2 separate regions of the Mus musculus genome follow, and region 1 is linked to region 2. Evidence: chromatin contacts called from public HiChIP or PLAC-seq data. All regions are on one chromosome and are shown on one strand. The core of a region is the stretch at or near the end of the contact, and the rest is flanking DNA. Distances in the headings are between cores, read along the strand shown. Region 1 has its middle 41 kb from the start of Gm36140. Region 2 overlaps Slc7a1 (solute carrier family 7 (cationic amino acid transporter, y+ system), member 1).

The links. HiChIP or PLAC-seq counts read pairs in DNA pulled down with a chosen protein or histone mark.
Region 1: an H3K4me3 HiChIP or PLAC-seq map of bone marrow-derived macrophages shows a contact between it and region 2, with 5 times the contacts expected there. The contact joins two enhancer-like sites. A contact is called at or near these places in 1 of 15 datasets of contacts at CTCF or cohesin (embryonic stem cells), 2 of 484 Hi-C or Micro-C datasets (the G1E-ER4 cell line and palatal mesenchyme), 1 of 115 datasets of contacts at active chromatin or transcription factors (bone marrow-derived macrophages) and 1 of 9 other capture datasets (liver).

Annotation. Positions count from the first base shown.
Region 1 is chr5:148,672,593-148,677,560 of GRCm38.p6, forward strand. No RefSeq gene overlaps it. Among named protein-coding and RNA genes, the nearest start is that of Gm36140, 41 kb to the left of the region's middle. Within about 2 kb of position 1,864, at least 28 of the 459 cell types and tissues checked have an H3K27ac peak or open chromatin away from gene starts, as enhancers often do. A contact at or near this core is called in bone marrow-derived macrophages, where this site is marked.
Region 2 is chr5:148,339,898-148,344,362 of GRCm38.p6, forward strand. It overlaps Slc7a1 (solute carrier family 7 (cationic amino acid transporter, y+ system), member 1), which reads right to left. Exons shown (of 13, transcript NM_007513.4): 6 at 2,841-2,959; 7 at 2,036-2,258; 8 at 639-778. Among named protein-coding and RNA genes, the nearest start is that of Slc7a1, 58 kb to the right of the region's middle. Within about 2 kb of position 2,669, at least 180 of the 459 cell types and tissues checked have an H3K27ac peak or open chromatin away from gene starts, as enhancers often do. A contact at or near this core is called in bone marrow-derived macrophages, where this site is marked.

The sequences.
Region 1 (4,968 bases), core at 614-3,113, 330 kb after region 2:
ACCTCTCAAAAGTCCACCACCTACCCAGATTATCACATTGTGTTTATAATGTCTTGAGCCTCCAAAAGAGTTTTGGTAGCCGACCGTTTAGTTTTGAATTGTAGTGTGCCATACAAGCCCTCCCAGACAGATGTGACGACATCTGCAGGAGTTCAGATCACGGAGCAGAGGTCTTTGAAAAGCAGGTGTTCCAGAACTCAACTTGGGTATGATAAGCAGCAGTTCCAAACGCTTGTGGCAACGTCCAGAGCAGGGGCGAGATCCCAAATGAGCACTCAGTTGAGCTTCCTGCTAGAGGTCTGTGAACCCCTCCCCTGTACCTCACGCTGACTGCGAGACACTGTCCAAGCCACATAGTAGCTTCCTCCATAGCTGAACAGAAAACAGTTGCCCGGGAAACGGTTTCACTCTTCCATGAGGTACTACTGACAGGAATTTGTTTCTATCACTCTTTTGAGTGCCCAGGGACCCTTGCCTGAGTGTCTCTGTCTCAGAGGAAGGCAGCCTGCCTTCCCAAGCAAGGCAGACTGTGAGCCATTATTTATATCAGCTTGAGGCATTTCACTCTGTTCCTATTTTTCTGAGTGTGTGTGTGTGTGTGTGTGTGTGTCTTTTTTCTTTCTTTTTTTTAAATCACAGTGGCCACTACTAAATTTCATCACGTGCTTTTCCTTTACTGATTTATCAAACCATGGTTTTGGTTTGTTTGTTTGGTTGGTTTTTTTTCCTGTTATTTTAATGGATTACACTGTGGGCTTGCAATACTAAATCAACCTGAGATAACCCCTCCTTTATTTGTGGGATATGATTAATCCCTTTGACATGTAACTGAATCTTATTGGCATCTCAAGAGTGTTTATATGTTCTTGAGTGCCATTGATACGTGAATTTCTTTTCTGTATCTATTTCAGGAGCAGCGTAAGACCAGCTTCACAAAAGGAATTGGGAAGTTGGTTTCCTTACCCTGTTTCTTCAAGATATTCTGTAGAGCGTCAATTTCCCCCAGTGGCCCCAGCAGAAACTACCCAATTAGGAAAGAAGGCCGCAGGCACCATTTGCTTCTGATATACACAATTATTCACACATTGTTTCATTCCAGCAGGCATGTGTCTTTCCTGAAACAAATTGCTTTCCAGATCCTCTGCCTTCTAGTCCCAAGGGTCATTAGATCACTAGGTCACTAGTGTGGCCGGTGAGTGAGTGGCCCAGAAAACCTGAGAGAGGTTCAGAAGCCACAGCTACAACAGCTACAAGGTTACAACTTGGGCGAGAAGAATGTATGGGGTCGCCATAGTGTGCTTGCTTTCTCCAGTGAGCCCTGACTCCATTCACAGTGTGATCTTATTTTGCATTTGAAGCCCTACTGTTCCCAGCTGGAGGAAGGGCAGGAGTTATTGCTCTCCTGAACTGATTGATCCTTGTACTGACAGTCGTCGGTCGTCCCTTTCTTGCAGCTGCTGGGCATTTTGTGCCATTACCTGATTAAGTAGCAGATGCAGTGAACTTGGCAGACAACTTCCTATCTGGTGTGATCTGAAATGGAAGCTGTTTTGTCAGTTCATGGACCCTTTCCTGAAGCAAACTGAAAGGAAGTGTGGCGAAAGTGGCAAACATTACTTGCTGAAATCCAGATCTTCGGACCCCGAGGCCCAGCCATCCTCTGTGTGAGTAGCCGTCAGAGGCTTTATATTTAGGCCGAGCCCGGACTCTTTTCTTTACTGGAGAACACTTTTTACTTCAGAGGATGATTGCAAAACTTTAACACTGTCACGTGTGTATTTGGCGCTTTCCCTGCTGTTGTGACAAAGCACTAAGACCAAGGCAACTTACAGAAGCAAGAATCCATTGTTGTAGCAAGTGCCAGGAAGCTGCGAGATCTCACCAACAAGCACCTCGCGGAGAAGAGAGGGAACCGGAAGTGTGGCTGGGGCTGAGGAGGCAGTGGCTCTAAAGGAGCGTCAAGGCAGGAGGCTGAAGAGGTAGCAAAGCCAAGCGGGATGGGGGCGGGAGTGGTGGTGGGGGTGAGCAGATGGGAAGGGAGCAAGAGCAGCGAAGAAGGAGAAAGTTTAGTTCCCAAAGAGCTGGGCTGCTCACTTGGTTTTGGCAGGCATGGAAAGCTAGTCTTTAGGAGAGACGTGACAGGACTTTTTAAAACAGGTTCTCTTTAGAAAGGAGAAGAGATAGGCTCAATAGAGAGCATGCTGTCTTCACAGGGCACCTCAAACTCACCAGGAAACAATCACAGAAGCAATGCAGATTCTTGACTCCTGTTGTGTCTGAAGTTCTGGCCCTGGACTTTACACTTTAAGTAAACTAGCTGTCGATCAGTGGCATCCTGAACCCCTGAGCCATAGAACTGAGCAGGTTCTGAATGCTCCCTTCTTCTCTTCTCCCCTTCCCTCCCCTTCCCTCCCCTTCCCTCCCCTTCCCTCCCCTTCCCTCCCCTTCCCTCCCCTTCCCTCCCCTTCCCTCCCCTTCCCTCTCCTCCCCTCTCCTCCCCTCTCCTCTCCTCTCCCCTCCCCTCCCCTCCCCTCCCCTCCCCTCCTCTCTGCTTCTTCTTCTTCCTCCTCCTGCTCTTCTGCTTCTCCTCCCTCTCCCTCTCCTTCCCTCCTCTTCTTCTTTGGGCATCTTTTTTTGGATACTTTCCTGCTTTCTTCTTTGTATACTGTTCATTCAGACCTTTTGTCCACTATTAAACTTGGGATCTTTCTTATTTTTGCGTTTTAAGTGTAAATTGTTGAGGGCTGGAGAGACAGTTCAGTGGTTAAGAGCACTGGCTGCTTTTGTAGATGACCCAGGTTAGTTCCCCCCGGCATCCACATAGGAACTCACAACCATACATAATTCTAGTTTTAGGGAATCTGACGCCGTCTTCTGGCCTCTGTGTGCACTGCACCCCTATGGTGCACAGGCAGACACACAGGAAAATGCACACATAAAACAAATAAACTTGAAAATATATATTGTATATTTTGTGTTGGGAGCCAAAACTAAATTCTTTATAATAATCCAAGTGAAAAAGATGACCACCAAGTCTTAAGACATAAAGCTGAACCTCCTCCCCAAGCTGACTAAATCCAGACAAAGGTCACCAACAGACTGTTCCAGTTGACCCCCTCCCCAAGCTGACTAAGTCCAGATGAAGGACACCAACAATTACACAAGATGACTCCAGACCTGACTGACGCTCTTGCGCACGCCAGACTTGCCAGCAAGAACGACGCTGCAACAGGATCCTTCTGCACACGTTTATTGGGAGAGACTGATTGCAGAGGCGAAGAGAGACCCCAAGCCCAGAACTGGTGCTGCTTATATAGGCCTAGGAGAGGCGTGTCTCACACCCGGATTGGTTATGCATGGGTTATGCTTACCACCTCATTTGCATGTCTCACATCTGATTGGTTAACATGTCTCTCATCTGATTGGTTAACTTGTCTCTCATCTGATTGGTTAACTTGTCTCTCATCTGATTGGTTAACTTGTCTCTCATCTGATTGGTTAACTCTCAAAACCTCATCTTGGCAAGAAACTTTACTGCCTATGTATGTGTGGTGGCCAGTGGTGGCCAGTGCCACCCTGCAACGGCACATGTGGCTTCCCACATCTCCCCCTTTTGTTTTAATAAAATGAGGCTGGACTAGGCCTGTGCAATTATGTCCATCCACCGTGGCTGCTGTTTTAGGTCGTTCCTCTAATGTCACAGCCTTACCCGTCATAGGGTAACCCTATCGCCACTGGGTCCCGTGTCTTAGGTTGGTCTGTGCATGAGGAAAGTTGCCCGTCTCTGGATACCGCAGTTCTGTGTGACAATAGCTGCTAGATGACCTAGGGCGAACTCTACAAAAGAGGCCAGCCAAAAAATGAATTAGTAGGGAAGTCATGATCACCCTATCGCGTACAATGAGGAAACCTCAGTGATGTGCAAGGGCTGATCAATGATCGTTGAGTCTCTCTCATTCCAGTGCAATGGATCTATAAATCCATGGGGTGCAAGAGCAGAGAACTCAGATGCCGACTAATTCTTGAGCATAGATAACCAAACTTCAGGGGAGGTGCTGTTTTCAATAGCTAAAAGTGCCTAAGTTATAATCACCTTGTCACGTTTTTGTTGGGTTCTGAACTTGCATACCAACCAGAGCATGAACACCAGTCCACAGCATATGGCAGCACCAAACAAAATCACTCCCACCCATTCCTTAAAGTAAGAAAAAGCAGAGGTAAGCCAAGAGGTAAAATTGCCAACAATGACGGGTTCTATTTGAGTTCCATTAAGGCTTAAAATCTGGCATTAGATGTAAAGAATTGAGGAAACACCTGAATGCGTCAACAGCATGGTTTCAGGAACACAGAGCTCTTCAGTTCTCACTAGCGGGAGCACCCCCAGCCACAGGAACATCCACGTCCTCATAGCTCTGCTTGCTTTGAATTGCTCTGGTCAGCCGTTCTGGGACCCACAGCTGTTGTCGGTGATCCTGAGGAAACACACAAACAGACCCTCTTGCCCACGTCAACACTGTCAACACAGGTGAGCAATGATTTCCACGCCCTTATGGCAATCTGATTCACCTACTCAAACACCTGCACTGGATGTCCTGTCTGTTGTTGTGCAAAGCGACCTTGACCAAGCAGCATATCCTTATCCCATGCTGGATTTCCTGCAGCAGAGTTAGACGCTGCCTGTTCATTTGCAAATTCAATAAGGAAGGCTTTCCGATCTAAATACTGCCCAGGTGAAAGGCATGCCTTCACCAAGACTGCCCAATCAGACGGCATCATGCAGTGTCTATTCAAGGTCTCTACCTGAGTCACAGTATAGGAGGCAGTTAAGCCGTACGTCTGCATGGACTCAGCCAAATTCCTGATTACTTTGAAATCTAGAGGCTCATGATATCTCTGCCTTGCTTAGTCGGTGAAAATAGGACATCCCAGCAAGGAGAATCTAACCTCTCTCCAAACCTCCGGACAGAA
Region 2 (4,465 bases), core at 1,419-3,918:
TTTTTTTTGAGACAGGGTTTCTCTGTGTAGCCCTGGCTGTCTTAGAACTCACTCTGTAGACCAGGCCTCGAACTCAGAAATCCACCTGCCTCTGCCTCCCAAATGCTAGGATTACAGGCATGTGCCACCATTGCCCGGCTGACAATAAGAGTTAAACTCTAAGAATAATTGCATCTTACCCTCTGGTTTGTCTTTTATCAAAGTATAGGTATCTAGAACTGGAGAGATGGCTCAGCAATTAAGAGCACTGGCTGCTCTTTCAGGGGACTTGAGCTTGGTTACCAACAGACAAGTGTTGCTGGCTCACAACCATCTATAAATCTAGTTTTGGGAAACCTGGCTCCTCTTCTGGCCTCCATAGGTACCAGGTACACACTTGGTGCACACACACACACACACACATGCAGGGCCACATCCATACACATAAAATAAAAATCTTTTTTAAAAAATAAATTAACGCAGTTATCTTTTGGTGAGCCCAGTCCTGAATGTGAACAGCGGCAGTCTGATAAAGTTCTAATAGACGAGCTGCAGCTTTTCACAGTTCACAGCCGAGGAAGATTCGAGATCCGCTCCCCTCCATGTGCTGATTTAGTAACAGCCCGGGAAACGAGTTGTAACGGTAAGTGCATACTCACCAGCAATGGCGCCTGAGGTCACAGTGGCGATTACGGGTGTTTTGGTCCTATTGTTGATTTTGGCCAAAAATTTAAACAGTAGTCCATCTTCAGCCATGGCATAGATAACTCGGGGCATGGGAAACATGGAGCCTAGGAGACTGGGTGAGAGGAAAGCAAAACAGGCAAAAACCAGGTCATTGGCAGATAAGGCCTCAGCGGACCCATGCAGGGCTGCCTCCAAGGAGGGGCGTCTGCTCTCACCAAGATCAACTCCCCTCCGGTAACTGCCTGGCACCCGGGGCTACAAGCCCTGGCATTTCACAAAGTTAACATCGCAGGGCTAACAGGGCTAAGACCAATGGTAAGAACAGGGGCCCCTGACAGAGAAGAGATGCGATCCAGGAGCAACCTCCATAAAGGGAGATTTCACATTTGTGTCTGCAAATATTCCTAGCTGAGGCTGATCGTTAGCAAATGGTTCCTGTTTACACAAGCTGGTGGGGAAGCACAGGGTATGTGAGTGTGTGTGAGTGTGTGTGAGAGAGAGAGAGTGTGTGAGTGTGTGAGTGTGTGTGTGTGTGTGGTGGGGTATATGTCTCATTAAAAGGCACCCGCTCCTTTATGCAAAGGAGCTACTACCTTACAGCCAAACTAAAGACCAAAATACAGTGGTCAAAGAGGGGGCCTGGCTCAGAGGCCAAAGTCAGGAGCAGAAAACCATTTCCTTGCCAAGTATCATGCATAGACATCAGCTCTAGTTCTTCACAACATCGTGGTGGTTTTTCCCCTTACCTACTTTCACATTCTGTAGTTTGTAACCTGTGTCAACTACAGTATGGAAATATTAGATAGAAAATTCCAGAAATAAGCAACTGATCATTCTATTTTTTAAAATGGTCAGTATGTGGGCTGGAGAGATGGCTCAGCGGTTAAGAGCACTGGCTGCTCTTCCAGAGGTCCTGAGTTCAATTCCGAGCAACCATATGGTGGCTCACAACCGTCTACACAGAGATCTGATGCCCTCTTCTGGCATGCAGACAGAGTGCTCATAAACATAAAATAAATAAATAAATAAATAAATCTTTAAAATGTCAGTACATAGTAGTGCCTCCATTGTACCCTTAGCTATTGGTGTCAATCTTACTGTGCCAAATGTTATACATTACACATTTGTGTGTGTGTGTCTGTGTGTGTGTGTGTGTGTGTGTGTGTGTGTAAAAGGAAATACTGTGTATATGGGGTTTGGAATAATCTTTTGCTTCAGGCATCCAGTGTATCCATGCTCCCCATGGATAAAAGGGAGCACGTTTTATAACACAACACAGCTGTATAACATTCCACTGGGCTAAAACACAACGAGACACACCACTGACGCTGGGGTGCTGGGGTTGGGAGCACTCGGAAGCTGATCTCACCTGGTGGAAAGTGCGCAGAGAGAGCCAATGGCCACTGCGTACTTAGCTTCTTCCCAGCCCTGGTGCTTGAAGGCACCAGGCAGCGGGCTGTCGATGTCCAGGCAGAAGTAAGGCATCATGAGCGTGAGAGCGGCGGACACGCCAAAGTACGCTATGAAGCAAATGAGGAGGGACGCCACGATGCCCACAGGAATGGCCTTCTGGGGGTTCTTGACTTCTTCCCCTAGAAGCAACAGGGTGTCGGCCAATGAGGGAAGGGGGAGGAGTAGTCGTAGCATCACATCCTCTGCAAGGTCAAACGGGCTAAGCCACGCCCCACAGGGTTCGGTGGGCAGGAACCGGGGTCTTCTGCCCTCCCGTGACAGAGCAGGGTCCTCAGTAACGCCCACCGCATAACCACAGCCCAGGAAGGTGTTCCCGACCCTCCTATGGCAGCTCAGCTAAGGGAGAGGCTTGTTTCTTTTGGCTGAGAAAGGCTGAGAGGCTTAAGGGAGCCTGACCTATCCAACCTGCCCGGCTGTTGTTATTACAAAGGCCTGCGCGTGCAGATATGAAATCAGGCTACAGCCACGCTGTCATTGTCCCAGTCTAGCGGCAGAGCCCTCGTTATGTTAATGATGTAATTTCCTGCCAGGCACTGCTCCTAGGGGGTGTGGGGAGGTGAGAAGCTATCAGCAGGAAGTGACAAATCTCTGCAGTTACTCCCACGGACCCAGAGCTGCAAGTGGCCTGTGCCAAGAGGAAAAGGCATTACTGGAGGTGGTTGCAAAGAAGCAGGGCCCCACGGGTGCGAGAGTCCACGGACCTGTGGTGGCGATGCAGTCAAAGCCCACGAAGGCATAAAAGCAGGTCGCTGCCCCTGACAGGACACCAGAGAATCCAAAGGGCATAAACCCTCCCTCACCGTATTTCACGTTTGTGTCGCTAGGAGAAACAAAACAAAACAGCAAAGATTAGAACACCTGCTGCACGGTTCCATTTTTGGAGACAGCACAGCTCTGAAGAGAAGGACAGCGCTTCAGTCTCTCTGGCCAATGTCCCTAGTCTTCCAGTGAGGACTCTGAGTGAGTGTCAGGCCTCTCTGATCCAGGGCCCGGAGCAACAGAAGCAGGCGGCTTATACTCAACCACTAGATCCCTTAAGCACCGGTACATAGGAGGGAGAAATGGCTGTAGGCAAAAGTGGGGGTGTCGCCACTGAAGGTTTGCTTTGAAGAAACATTGGGCGGCAGCCCCTGTGGAGTGAGAGCCTGGGCTTACCAAGATGAGCAAGGTAGGGCTGGCAAGATGGCTCAGCGGTTAAGAGCACTGACTGCTCTTCCTGAGTTCAAATCCCAGCAACCACATGGTGGCTCACAACCATCTGTAATGAGATCTGACTCCCTCTTCTGGTGTTTCTGAAGTCAGCTACAGTGTACTTATGTATAATAAATAAATAAATCTTTGGGCCTAAGCGAGCCGACCAGAACGAGCTGAGGTCATTTTTGTTTTTGTTTTTATTGGGGTTTTATTATGGGCAGGAGCTGCCACCACAAGGTATGCCCCTCCCACCAAGCAGGTCCGTTCTAATCCTCCTGTGCTTTCTGGGACCTTTTCTTTTTCTTTGTGCTGCTCTTTGTGAAGCTAGCAGCAACTTCAGGCTCCTCAGAAAATTTCCTTTTCTTCTTAGGGGGGGAGCAGAGATCTTAAAAAATCAATCCCCAACAACCACATGAAGGCTCACAACCATCTGTACTCACATACATAAAATAAGTAAATAAAATCTTTAAAAAAAAAAAAGACAAGCAAAGTCGAGTTATTAAATGAAGGTGGAGAAGACGGAGCTTGCCATGTGGACAGCGCAGATAAATGACCAGAAACAGAAGCTTGGGTGCCTTGCTGACGACAGATGCTCTGACTCCGACAAGGGGCTCACACAGCCTTCTCCAACCGATGGAATGGGTGCAGCACCCAAGAGCAAGGATAAACCTTCCACAGAGACCCTGCCCCACTTTGCCTCAGACCTCCGCTCCCTGACATGTGCTGTCAAGCCTCCAGGCTCCTGCCTTAAGTTCCTGCCCTGACTTCCACCAATGATGAACTGTGACCTGGAAGTATAAACCAAACTAATCCTTTCCTTGTCAGTGTGTTCCTATAGCCACAGAGAAGCACTCAGGACATCCTAGGATCGTTACCAGAGGTCCTCCACGTGATGAATGGGGTTAGGGGGGGAAGTGTGGGCCTGTCGCTGAGGGACAAGCAACATCATACATATGTACACAGGGCTATCGGGAGAAATAGATATCTACAGCTGGAAAAAGGGAAATGAATAAGTAAAACAAGGCCATTTATAGACTTGAATAAAACAAACAGGTTCCAGGCCGGCAGAACTTGGCTCCTAAAGTATCAGAGTCCCCTGCGGCCCAGCAGCAGTGTCTCTAGTCTTCAGACA